Regions from separate parts of the Mus musculus genome. Here region 1 is linked to region 2. The links are chromatin contacts, called in public HiChIP or PLAC-seq maps. All regions are on one chromosome and are shown on one strand. Each heading gives the region's core, a stretch centred on a gene start, on an enhancer-like site or on the middle of the called end of the contact. The rest is flanking DNA. Distances are from core to core; before and after follow the strand shown. Region 1 has its middle 45 kb from the start of Tcf12. Region 2 overlaps Tcf12 (transcription factor 12).

Region 1 (5,447 bases), core at 2,753-5,252, 200 kb before region 2:
GTTCAAGGCCAATCTGAGCCACACAGTGAGACTTATCTAAGAGAGAGAGAGAGAGAGAGAGAGAGAGAGAGAGAGAGAGAGAGAGAGAGATCCAATGTCTTCCTCAGTTATGGAGGACTAGTAGAACCCTACCCAAAGTCTTCCTCATCACCCAATGCTTTGGTCCTTTTTAACATTCTTTCAATTGTTTGAATTGAGATAAAAACCACTAGAATAAGGTTAATGCTTTAGTATTTTGAATCCCACAAAACAGAATCATAATAGATGTCTGCTGGTATGGACTGAAAATAATTCTGAGAAAGAAGGTATCATTAAATGCAGAATAGTCCTCTCCAGAAGCAATATTATTGTCTTATTTCCTGTTGCAATTCCTTGGCAAGTAGGGAAATTCTAAGCCAAACACTAGAGAAATAACATCATTAAGTAGGGCTCAGTTGTGCTGTCTTGGCTCTCAATCCCCTCTCTTGGCCATTTCTCCTCTTTGCTCTCACTCTCCCCTCCTCCTCTCATGGCTCAGTTCAGTTTACTGCTGTGTTAGTCTACTGCTTCCTTCCCTGCTCCGGACTCTTCTAGATGCTGGCCATACTCTCTTTCAAATGTACAATAAAAACCTTCTCCTCAACCATAGAAAGAAGAAGAAGAAGAAGAAGAAGAAGAAGAAGAAGAAGAAGAAGAAGAGGAGGAGGAGGAGGAGGAGGAGGAGGAGGAGGAGGAGGAGGAGGAGGAGGAGGAGGAGGAGGAGGAGGAGGAGGAGGAAGAAAAGCTCAGTCTACACAGTTATTTTTGGCCCAAGAAGCACCGAACTACATTGGTTCTAATTCACACATTTCTAATGCAAATACATCAACCCTTTGATTATTCAAGAGTGAATTATCAAATTCAAAGGTTACCTCCGCTTTTGTCTCCACTCTCTAGCAATGAGCACAGACCCTTGGCACCTTCCTCTTCTCCCTGTGTGTGGTGAATGGTGGGGAGGACTGACTCATGACTAAAGGGAACCTCTACCTTGCATAAATGGCAGGGAGGAATGCAGCATAGCCAACACCAGCTGTGCGTGGTTCTCTCACTGGTCATAAATTGTATTGACATAAATGAGTCTTGGGGTGTAAAATTCAGGTGTATTTATTGAAGCAGTTCATCAAAGGAGACTCTTTGTGTCAAACTAAAAACTAACTAAATGTAATATATATATTTTAAATAGTATAAAAGTATTCTGTTGCCTCAGGTCAGTATCATTGTCCACAGACTGGACAAAACTTGACTGTGACCCCACTAAGAGCTTCAGCTGGTCATGTTTGTCCCAGCTCGGCCATATTTTCTTTAATGGCAGGAAATCTACCGCCTACCTCTATCACCTGGGGTCAGTTAACTGAATGTTTTGATTCTGCTTTGATCTAGCTACAATTACTTCATCAAAGAATGAAACAAAACAAAACAAAACAAAACAAAAAAAAAACAAAACAAAACCATGTCGTACATATTCTGTCAAGTGTAGTTCATTCTTTATTTCTTACACTTCCCGTCACTGTAATACTTCACATGTGTGAAAATGTATGCACAGAAGCACACATACTGCACAGATGAATGTCAGCATCTTTAAAAGGGTAAAGAGAGGGAGATGGATGGGCGCAGCTTTAATGCTTGCATGCTGCCCTGAATGCATAAGCCAATCTACGTATGAGAAAGCACACATTGAAAATGGAAGCAGAGCCAGGCAGTGGTGGCGCATGCCTTTGATCCCAGCATTTAGGAGGCAGAAGCAGGTAGATTTCTGAGTTTGAGGCTAGCCTGGTCTACAGAGTGAGTTCCAGGACAGCCAGGGCTATACAGAGAAACCCTGTCTCAAAAAACAAACAAGAAAGAAAGGAAGGAAGAAAGAAAGAAAGAAAGAGAGAGAGAGAGAGAGAAGGGAGGGAGAGAGAGAGAGAAAGAAGGGAGGGAGGGAGGGGAGAGAGGGAAGAAAGAAAGAAAGAAAGAAAGAAAGAAAGAAAGAAAGAAAGAAAGTAAGTGGAAACAGAATGGGGGCTAAAGAGATGGCTCAGAGGTTAAGAGCACTGGCTGTTCTTCCAGAGGTCCTGAGTTCAAGTCCCAGTAATCATACGGTGGCTCACAACCATCTGTAATGGGATCTGATGCCCTCTTTTGATGTGTCTAAAGATAGCTACAGTGTACTCATGTAAATAAAGTAAATAAAAGTAAAATAAAATAAAGTTTTTTTTTTTTTTAAAGAAAGAAAATGGAAGCAGGAGAGCAGACAGGCAGTGACTGGGTGTATGACCTGGATCTGCTGCTGTGGCCTCGTGAGCAGCATGGCCATTTTTGGAGAAGGAGACTCTCTGGCCATGAGCTGATGGAGCCTCTGGGGTTATGCAACATGGGCCCTCTTAGGACTTTGGAAGTTTCTTCACTTCATACTTTTTAATCTCCCAGTGACTAAGAGATATAGAAAGGAAAAAAAATAAAGAGAAAGAATACAGAAATATACATTGAGCTAATTAATAACTATAACAGCTAACATGTTTTTCTAACCTTCTCTATAAGCCAGGATAAAACACTATCATTATCTATATTTCACAGATAATAGAATGGAAGTCTAGAGATGTTACATAACCCTTCCAAGACCGCACAGCAACAAATGGGGAAGAGATGAGGGTTAGACTAAGGGCAATAGATTCTATTCTTTGCCAAATTGTGACCTTCTGTGCAGATAGGCTAAAGGTATCTCTAATTTAAATAAAGATTCCTTTTGCTTAGAGAAGTATCCTTACGGGGAAGGAAGCACTCGGGAAAAGCTGCCTCCCATCATGAAATCAGATTTAAGCAGGGCCTAGTGGCCCACCAGTGTTCCCAGTGTTCCCAGTGTTTGGAAAGCTAAGACAGGGGAACCATGAGCTCTATTCAGCCTAGACTACATAACAAGATACTATCTCAACAGACCAAAAAAGAGTGGAAAAAGAAGAGAGAGGAGGAGGAAGAGGAGAAAGAGGAGGAGGATGCAGGAGAAATAGGGAGGGAGGGATGGAGAAAGGAAGAAAAAAATCAGGTTTTGTAAAATGAAGGAAAACTAAGTTCTAAATATTATATTCTTGATGCAGTAATTATTCACAAGTAATCCACAAATTAAAACATTAAGGGCCTAGGGTTACATCTGCACTCAGCAGAAATGCTAAGAGGGCAACGAGCAATCCTTAACTGATTGTCTAGCACTTCATTTACAGAGGCATAAAGAAATATCGGATAAAGAGGGAACATCACAGAAGCACAGAAGAGTCGAGCTACAAAAGGAACAGTCACACGAGCCTCCTTGAAGGAAAGAATGCAAGTTGGCCTGGATATTTTAAAACGGAGTCCTCAGTACTCTGTCCCTGATTTCTTGGTTCTCAACGTTCAGCTATCCGGATTTCTGCACATCCGATTTATTGTACAGAATCATATTCATGTGGAAATGCCACCAACTTCACAGGAAGTTTTAACTTGAAAACCCCGGATTCAGGCAGGAATGGCTTGAGATGCAGCAAGAACCCCCCCCCCCCCGCGCGCCCCCAGTCCACCCTAGTGTCACAGCCACGCAGAATCCTTGGGATGGGTGACATGTTCAGTGCTGTTGAGGAGCATTTTACAGGTAAGATGCAACAGCATTGTTTGACTGCCCCAGCTCTGTCCGTTGCCCAGCAGTCTATTCTGCGGCTTGTGCAAACATCCCATTCTCTGAGCTTGGCTGCGGCTTGCAAAAGGTCTTCATTTAAAGCACAACATTTGGAAAACGATCTGCAGTATACATTGTTCTGTAAGATATAGAATCAAAAGGTAACAACCCATCAAAGCCAAGAAATGTTTCTTGGCTACAATGGGTGGGCTGCAGACCTGGCCACCCACTCGCCAGCTGCAGGAAATGAATTTAAAGTAAGTCGGTCATTTGTCTCAGGACAAAGTACACTGCCAAATATTTTAGCCCCATTTGTCAGCCCTGCTCTATTCCAGTGAATTCCGTCAATCCGTGGGTAGCCGAGTTGCTTATTCTCTGTAGAACAATAAGCTTAACCCACTAGGTTTATTTGTTTAAGTCATCTGGTGAATTCTTTTAAATTATGCCTTGTTTCTGGTAGCGCTTGTGTTTTGCATTCATGTAAGCTTCTGCCGCAGCTGCTCCGGAAGAAAAGAAAAGGCGGCTCTTGCAGAGCAGTGAATAGAGAATACGATTTTAAACTTTCCTTTCTTTCTCCTAAATTTAGCATCTGGCATATGGAATATTCAGCGGGTAGCTCAGCAGGGACAGGCTTACTGTTTTTCATACCTGCCACTGAGGTGTTTGGCATTTTGGTTTGCTAGAGAACAAAATTTTTGAGCCCATTATTGTGCGCCCTCCCTCCCCGGTGGTGTGTGTGTGTGTGTGTGTGTGTGTGTGTTTGTATACACATTCTTATACTTCTGGGCATGATGAACAACCACTTAGGTCTCTAGAGGAGAGTCTAAAAGACACTGGCTACTAATAGACAATGTTTTACATTTAAGAAATGTATATTGAATGATTTAAATGGAGAGGGGGTTGTTTATAACCCAGGAACTGCACTTATCTGATGAGAATTGTCACAGAATGTTATTGAAGAAGAGCAGCTATTGAATCAGAATTCCACCAACATTTCTAAACGTGGTGTACAATATGCACTAATCTAGGTAATAACACTGTTTTTTGTTTTGTTTTGTTTTGTTTTCGGTTTTTTAAGACAGGATTTCTCTGTGTAGCCCTATTTGTCCTGGAACTTGCTCTATAAACCAACCTGGCCTTGAACTCAAGAGACTCTCCTGCCTATGCCTCCTGAGTTTGAGGACTAAACTCATGTGCCAACAGCACCTGGCAGTAATACTACTTTTAAAGAAAAAAAAATAAAGTTTCAAATATGAACAATTAGAAAATATAATACCCTAGGCTGAGACAGGGACAGTGAGAGGATAGAAAGTCCCAGGCAATCCCAGGGCCTGGCTTGATGAGATGGCAAAGCACAGAATCATTAATGTCCCAAGGAAAGGCCACTCATTGACCAAGTGTTCTAGTCTGGAACTACCCACCCGCTCCCTCTCCCCCTTTCCCCTCCCCCTTTCCCCTCTCCCTTTCCCCTCCTCCAGGCACTATAAAGGTTGCCTGGATCCTGAGGATACTAACTTCATCAGTGACTTAACCTACTGATGAGTTCATAGCTGAACAGGCTAGTAAGAGGTGGGCCTGGTCACAGGTCATGGGAGAGGGCCTTGTGCCTTTGAGGGATAGATCTTGCTCTTAACCCTTCCTCCTTCTTGCTTCCTCGGATTACTGACTGTGAGCAGCTGAGTCCAGAGCTCTGTTGAAACAAAAGCTAATGATACAGCCTTGGGCCGACCTTAGAGGTAAGCCAGCATTGTGGTCCATCACCTCCTCCCGGGGCTCTTTGGTTTTGTTTGTTTGTTTGTTT
Region 2 (6,008 bases), core at 2,704-5,203:
AAAGTTTTTTAAAAGGCTCACCATCTAGTAATCCTATGGTATTTCTAATCTTTTATTCAATAAATATTTATATGTGATGTGTAGTATGCCAAGGACTGGGGGTCCAAAAGGAACATCATGGGTTAGGTTTTTCATGAATAGATGTTATATCGAATAAAACTGTCCTTTACTTTGGCCTTGCTGATCTCAATGTGCTACATAGCTATAATAGTATATATTAGTCATATTTAGGCCAGATATGACGCTAAGTCTTACCTATAATAAGTTCATACAGCCAGTGATACAGACTTCCTTCTTTTCATTTTACAGTTGAGGCATCTGAGGCTCAGGTAATGAATTTACACAGGACTTAACACTTTACACCGTAACTCTCCATTCTTTGTGATTTCTCCAGCTGTAATTTTGTGACTTCTGACTCCAAGTCCAGTATTTCCCTTTGCTTTCTCTCTGTAGCTTTATGTCTCTCTGTGCTGTGATCAGAGGTGGCTCTTCTCTCTTAAGGGAACTATCCGACCTGTGGTCAGCTCTATTAGAAAGGTTTTTATGATAAGCTTAAAAAACAAAACAAAAACCAAAAGCCCTCTTTCTAAAATTTTTCTACTTTTACCTAAATAATTTTAAGTCACATACCCCTTTAAGGTGTTTAAACTGTCAACCCACATTCCCACTCCTGAGATCTTTGCTTATAAATATATTGCATTATTTTAGATATCTTTAGAATATTTACTGTCTCTGTCACTATTGGTAAACAAATTTTAGGTTGCTTGTAGGCTTTGGTTTCAGTTTTGGTTTTTTTTTTTTTTTGTTGCTTATTTTTGTTTGTTTGTTTGTTTTACTATGGCCACAGAAAGGGTTGTACTTCCTCAAGATTAAAAAGATAAAAAGAGCTTGGGGTGACTGCTCAGCCATTAAAGGTGCTTTCCCACAAGGACCAGTGTTCAGATTCCAGAATCCACATAAATGCAGGCCATGGCACCTTACTGCATTTATCACCTTAGAAAATGAAGATTAGAGGTCCTCAGAGCAAGCTGGCTAGCCAGACTAGCTGAAAATTAGTGAGCTCCAGATAGCAAGTAACAATTGGTTATATACAAAGAGGTTGACCAAGTAATTAAAATATATTACAGATTGATGGTATCTGACTTTGAAGAAGAAAATTATAAATACAGAAGAAAGGAAACTAGAAAGAATCTTACAGTGTTGCATGGAGATATTAGTTTGAATTCATCGTTCAAAATACTAGTAGGAAGTACATAGCTATAACTAGGGCATGTGGGGATGTGTATATATCCCTGTGTCACCCACGGTCTGCTCACAGAGTCTGAAAGCCACAGAACCCTGGTACCATTCCTTCTGTCTAGATTTTGGCATCTGTATACCATTCTCTATCTAAAGGAGCCAGTACCCCTCAGAAATGGCTGTGTCTAGGGCCATGGCAGAAGAGTGAAAGTGAGTGAGGAGCATCCTTTTTTTGTGAGGAAAGGATGTGCTCAAAGAGTGATGACAGCTTCTTAGGCCTGGGAAGCCACTGACCTGATGCACTTTGTGAGGCAAAATACTGAACAGTAGCTATAGATTTATAAGCCCTTCTATAAAATAGCTAAGTTGTGTTGATATTAATTCAAAAGCATTATGAAAAATAGAATTCTTACTTTCCAATGAAATACTTACAAGTTAGTTACACAAGGTAGTTTTGCAGTTGGTCAGCACTGGCAGATACTGTCTTGATGTACTGACAGTTGATAATTCAGATTCACTTCCTGACAGAATAAATGCAGCAAGTCACATCACCTGAGATACACCTCCAAATCTGCATAGCCTGAGCTACTCTGGAGGAAAGCTCTGGCAAATGGAGAGCTGCTTTGGCCTGTGACAGCAAGGTCACAGCAGTTAGGACATGTAAGAGAGCCTAAGATGGTACAGGCTGTTTCCTAAAAAGTTATTACAAGACCACTCGAGCAATATCTGAGTTAAACAGTAAATATAGAAAGGTTAATTAGATCGTTTTGGTCTGTTGTACAGCACACATGTTCACGTACACACTAAAGATGTTTGAAGACAGTAGAATGATGTTCACAACTGACTTTTAAAATGGTACAGAAAGAAAAGTTTCTGTCCTTGTAACTTTTTTTTTGTTAAGTGTAGGACTTTACAAAATTAAAACAGTAACCAAAAAGATTGTTTAAAACCTAAATGGGAAAATCTCTGAATGAGTTTTTAAGATTGATGTTGAGAGCTGGAGAAATAAAGAGCTTGCCTAGAAGGTCTGAAAGAAGGTCCCAAGGACTCATAGAAAATCTTGGTGTGGTGGTGTTGGAGGCCACCTTAGCACTTGTGTGTAGGGTAGGGGTAGGAATCGGAAAATCTTTGGGACTCACTGGCCAGCCAGTATGACTAAATTGGTTACTTTCAGATTTCACTGTGTGCCCTTACCTAAAAAACTAAAATGTAAGGTGATAAAGGAAGACACCTGCCATCAACTCTGGCTTCTATACACATGTATGCGTGCGCACACACACACACACACACACACACACATACATACACACACATCATCACCATCATCATCATCATCACCATCACCACCACCAAATATAAGTAACAAATAAATTTAGTAAAAGCAATCTTGTGTTCATGAATAAGGAACAAAACCGTCTTCACCTATATTAGATTCTCCTGCTAGAGTCTTATAAATAGCCCGGCTAAGGACAGAATAACTAGAGAAACAAAAGTTTCCTAATGTGTAGCAGACTAGCTTGTAGGCATCCAGAGATCAGAAACGGAAAGGGATGGCTGGAGCTGCCTTGCTATAAGGAAGAACAGACGCTTAAGGAAGCAGAGGACTTTATCTGGGTGTGGTGCCTGAGTCCTATTTGCAAGAAGAGATTAGGGTTTTCATATGGAGTTTTTGTTTGTTTGTTTGTTTGTTTGTTTGTTTGTTTGAGAAATTCTGCTTTTAAACAGATAAATGATTTCAAGAATTCATACTTTAAACATAAAATGATTGTTTCAGAGTCGCCCCCCTCCCCCCAGCTGGCCCTAAACCCTGAATTCCTTCCACAGCTTCATAAATGCTAGGATTACAGGTGTGCATCCTTCCCCAGTACAAAGTAATCCTTATGCTTCAGTGACCGACTTTGATGCTGTGCTGCAATGCTTGTAACTTAAAAATGATGTATTAATTATGGGTACCTCTTACATTTATATTCTCCATTTAGTATGAATTTGTTTTTCATATAAATAAAGCACAGAGCTTTTTATATAGTATGGTGAGGATAATCAATAATTAATGTCATGAAGTTACAGAGGAACCAGTACCAAAGGAGAGTGTAGCTGATGGTCACAGGTTTCTTTTTTGCTTTTTTAAAGCTTTGTCACTATGTTTCAATATTAAGTGCAGTTTAAATAAAATTAACTAATATATCTGTAAATTTATTAGATGATATTTTCCTTACATTATAGAGAGCTCTTGTTAAAAATCACATACTTAATAGTCACTGTGTTTATAATAAATTTGTATTTTAAGTTAGAATAACTTCTAATTATCAAATTCTCTTAAATTTATATGAGATTTAAAAAAAATTTTTTTTAAAGCCAAAGCTTAGGACTCTAAGTACTACAACATTTAGTTGAGGAAGAACTTCCAAGACACAAGGGGGCACTGTCTTTCTATAATCTGAATGAATTTTACCTAGCTTTTTCCTTACTGTAAATGTTCTTCTTTCCCCAAATTTTTCTTCATAATCATATAAGCTAAAATATTATTTGGCTAAATCTACAATACTCAAACCCATTGTAAGCATTCCTAGTTTACAATTCACCATGCCAGTAGCATAATGCTGAACCTTTTCATGTGTTTACATGAGTTTGAGAACGGCGAATGATTGGCAGGTTGGAGGTGGTCAGCACACTCGGCTGTTGCTGTGTGGGTCTGGGTGGAGACTGCTGTAGAACCATTGGGTTGCTCTGGGGAGTACAGCGACTATGCTTGCAGAGCAGCAGGATAAAGACTGCACTGTTCCAGCTGCAGCTGCATTTTCCATCAAGTATCGCGTTGGTGCTGATGACTGTTTTGTTTTTATTGTCATGGAAACTTGGATCTGTAGAATGGATATTCTATTCATCTGGGAAAATAGCAATTCCTTGCATAAAACATAGGGCCTTCCAGAGCAGTTCCTTAAAATAGATATTCCCTGAGTATGATCCAAAAATTTGAGGAAGTAAGAGTGGAAGAAAGCAGTCGTCTGACCACTTGTTCAGAATTAACGGATAACTACATTAAGCTCATTACTTGCCATTAGAAATTTGAAAGGCATGGCATTTATTTAGTCAGTGTAATTGCTATCTGCCCTCTAGACATTTCTTTCAGATATTAAGATCTGTTGGGAATTCTGAACCTATGTCCTATTAAGCAATTGCTTAACAAACAGCCCTTTTAACTTCATGCTGCTTATCTGTTATAATCTTCCACTCAAATGTCTTTCGTCATGGAACACTTTTTAAGGAGCTTTACTCAAAATGAAGAAATGCTACTAGAAATTATTATTCGTTTTGGGAATGAAAAGAAAGAACAGAATTAACGATGAGGTCAAAAGGTCCTTATACATAGCTTTATGAGTTGTGAATAGAAAGGAATAACCACAAGCCATTTTCTGTGTAGTCCAAGGGAGCTCTAATTGTAGTTAGTGATTTAGAAAATACAAATGTTTAGTAAATGATAATAACATGCAGATGAGGCCAGTGTGAGTTAAAAGAATTCTCAAACTTATATTGAGAAGAGGGATAGTTATGTTATGACAGCCTATTGAAAGTTATTGGTGAGGCTTTCTACAGGGTAAGGCTTTTTAACATCTTAAAAAAATAAGAGAGAAATGTCAGAGTGCCAATGTTTTAAGTAAGAAAGTCAGTAATAACCTATGACAGGAAGTGTCATTTGAATGGGACATGGAAGTTCTTCCCAGAGAATGGTTGTGCCAAAGGGCTATTGAGCCCTGTAAACTTCAGTAGAGCAGAGGATTTGAAATGTAAAAAAAAAAAAAAAAAAGACACATACAAATCTATAAAAATGCTCAGATAGAAGGGCAGAGGAGATGGCTCCTTTGAAAAGGTATTTATCACACAGGTGTGAGGATCCCAGTCCTAGAGAGGTAGAAACAGGAAGCTTGCTGGGATTCACTGGCCTGCCAGTTTAGCAAGTGTGGGATCTCAAAGACCCAATGGGCCACAGACAACATTGTGTGATGAGATCACAAATATATTTGTCTACATTGGCTATAATACTTATTTTTTAACTTATTTTTTAAGTGTAAGGATTTTTTATTTGTGCATATATTTATGTGGAGCTGGGGTAGCTGTGTGAGGTAATTAGTTGTAGGTGAGTTCAGGTGTTTTTAGAGTTCATGGGCCTCAGGCCCCAGTGTGGAGCTAAAGTTAGAGGCTGTTGTGAGCCATCCAATCTGAGTGCTGAGAACTGAACTTAGGCTCTCTGCAAGAGCATTATGTGCGCTATTAATCACTGAGCCATCTCTGCAGCATCTTAAGTATAAGTTTTAGTGTCGGTTTTAAAACTATGTTTTACAGAGCTTAATTGCTTTATTGTATGTGTGTGTGTGTGTGTGTGTGTGTGTGTGTATGTGTGTATACATATATATGGAGAGAGAGAGTCTGATATAGGTAAACAATTTTCAAAGTCAATGTAATTCCTATCCAACAGAGAGATGTGCTTTAAGAATGACTTCTAAATAATATGATTTACTAACATCTTGTACAAATACCTATAACAAGAATTTTTAAAACTTGCACAACTATGTGACATTGAAGTTAACTAACCAAAAGCTGATTGCAGAAAACTCGGAACTGGGCATTCTGTGAGTGAAATGAAGAGAGAGAACTGGACTGTCTCCAGCTTTGTAACCTTTGGTAAATAACTCCATGCTTTACAGAAGACAATATTCATAAAGCAAGCAGTTTGTTGCTCATTCACATGTGTCAGCTCACTTTAGTGAGAT

What was found. HiChIP or PLAC-seq counts read pairs in DNA pulled down with a chosen protein or histone mark.
Region 1: an H3K27ac HiChIP or PLAC-seq map of stem cell-derived neural progenitor cells shows a contact between it and region 2, with 4 times the contacts expected there. The contact joins two enhancer-like sites. A contact is called at or near these places in 1 of 484 Hi-C or Micro-C datasets (cortical neurons) and 3 of 115 datasets of contacts at active chromatin or transcription factors (embryonic basal ganglia, neural tube and stem cell-derived neural progenitor cells).

What each region holds. Positions count from the first base shown.
Region 1 is chr9:72,154,181-72,159,627 of GRCm38.p6, reverse strand. No RefSeq gene overlaps it. Among named protein-coding and RNA genes, the nearest start is that of Tcf12, 45 kb to the right of the region's middle. Within about 2 kb of position 4,002, at least 41 of the 459 cell types and tissues checked have an H3K27ac peak or open chromatin away from gene starts, as enhancers often do. A contact at or near this core is called in cortical neurons, embryonic basal ganglia and stem cell-derived neural progenitor cells, where this site is marked.
Region 2 is chr9:71,957,861-71,963,868 of GRCm38.p6, reverse strand. The region is part of intron 5 of Tcf12 (transcription factor 12); the gene reads left to right. Among named protein-coding and RNA genes, the nearest start is that of Tcf12, 150 kb to the left of the region's middle. Within about 2 kb of position 3,953, at least 87 of the 459 cell types and tissues checked have an H3K27ac peak or open chromatin away from gene starts, as enhancers often do. A contact at or near this core is called in cortical neurons, embryonic basal ganglia and stem cell-derived neural progenitor cells, where this site is marked.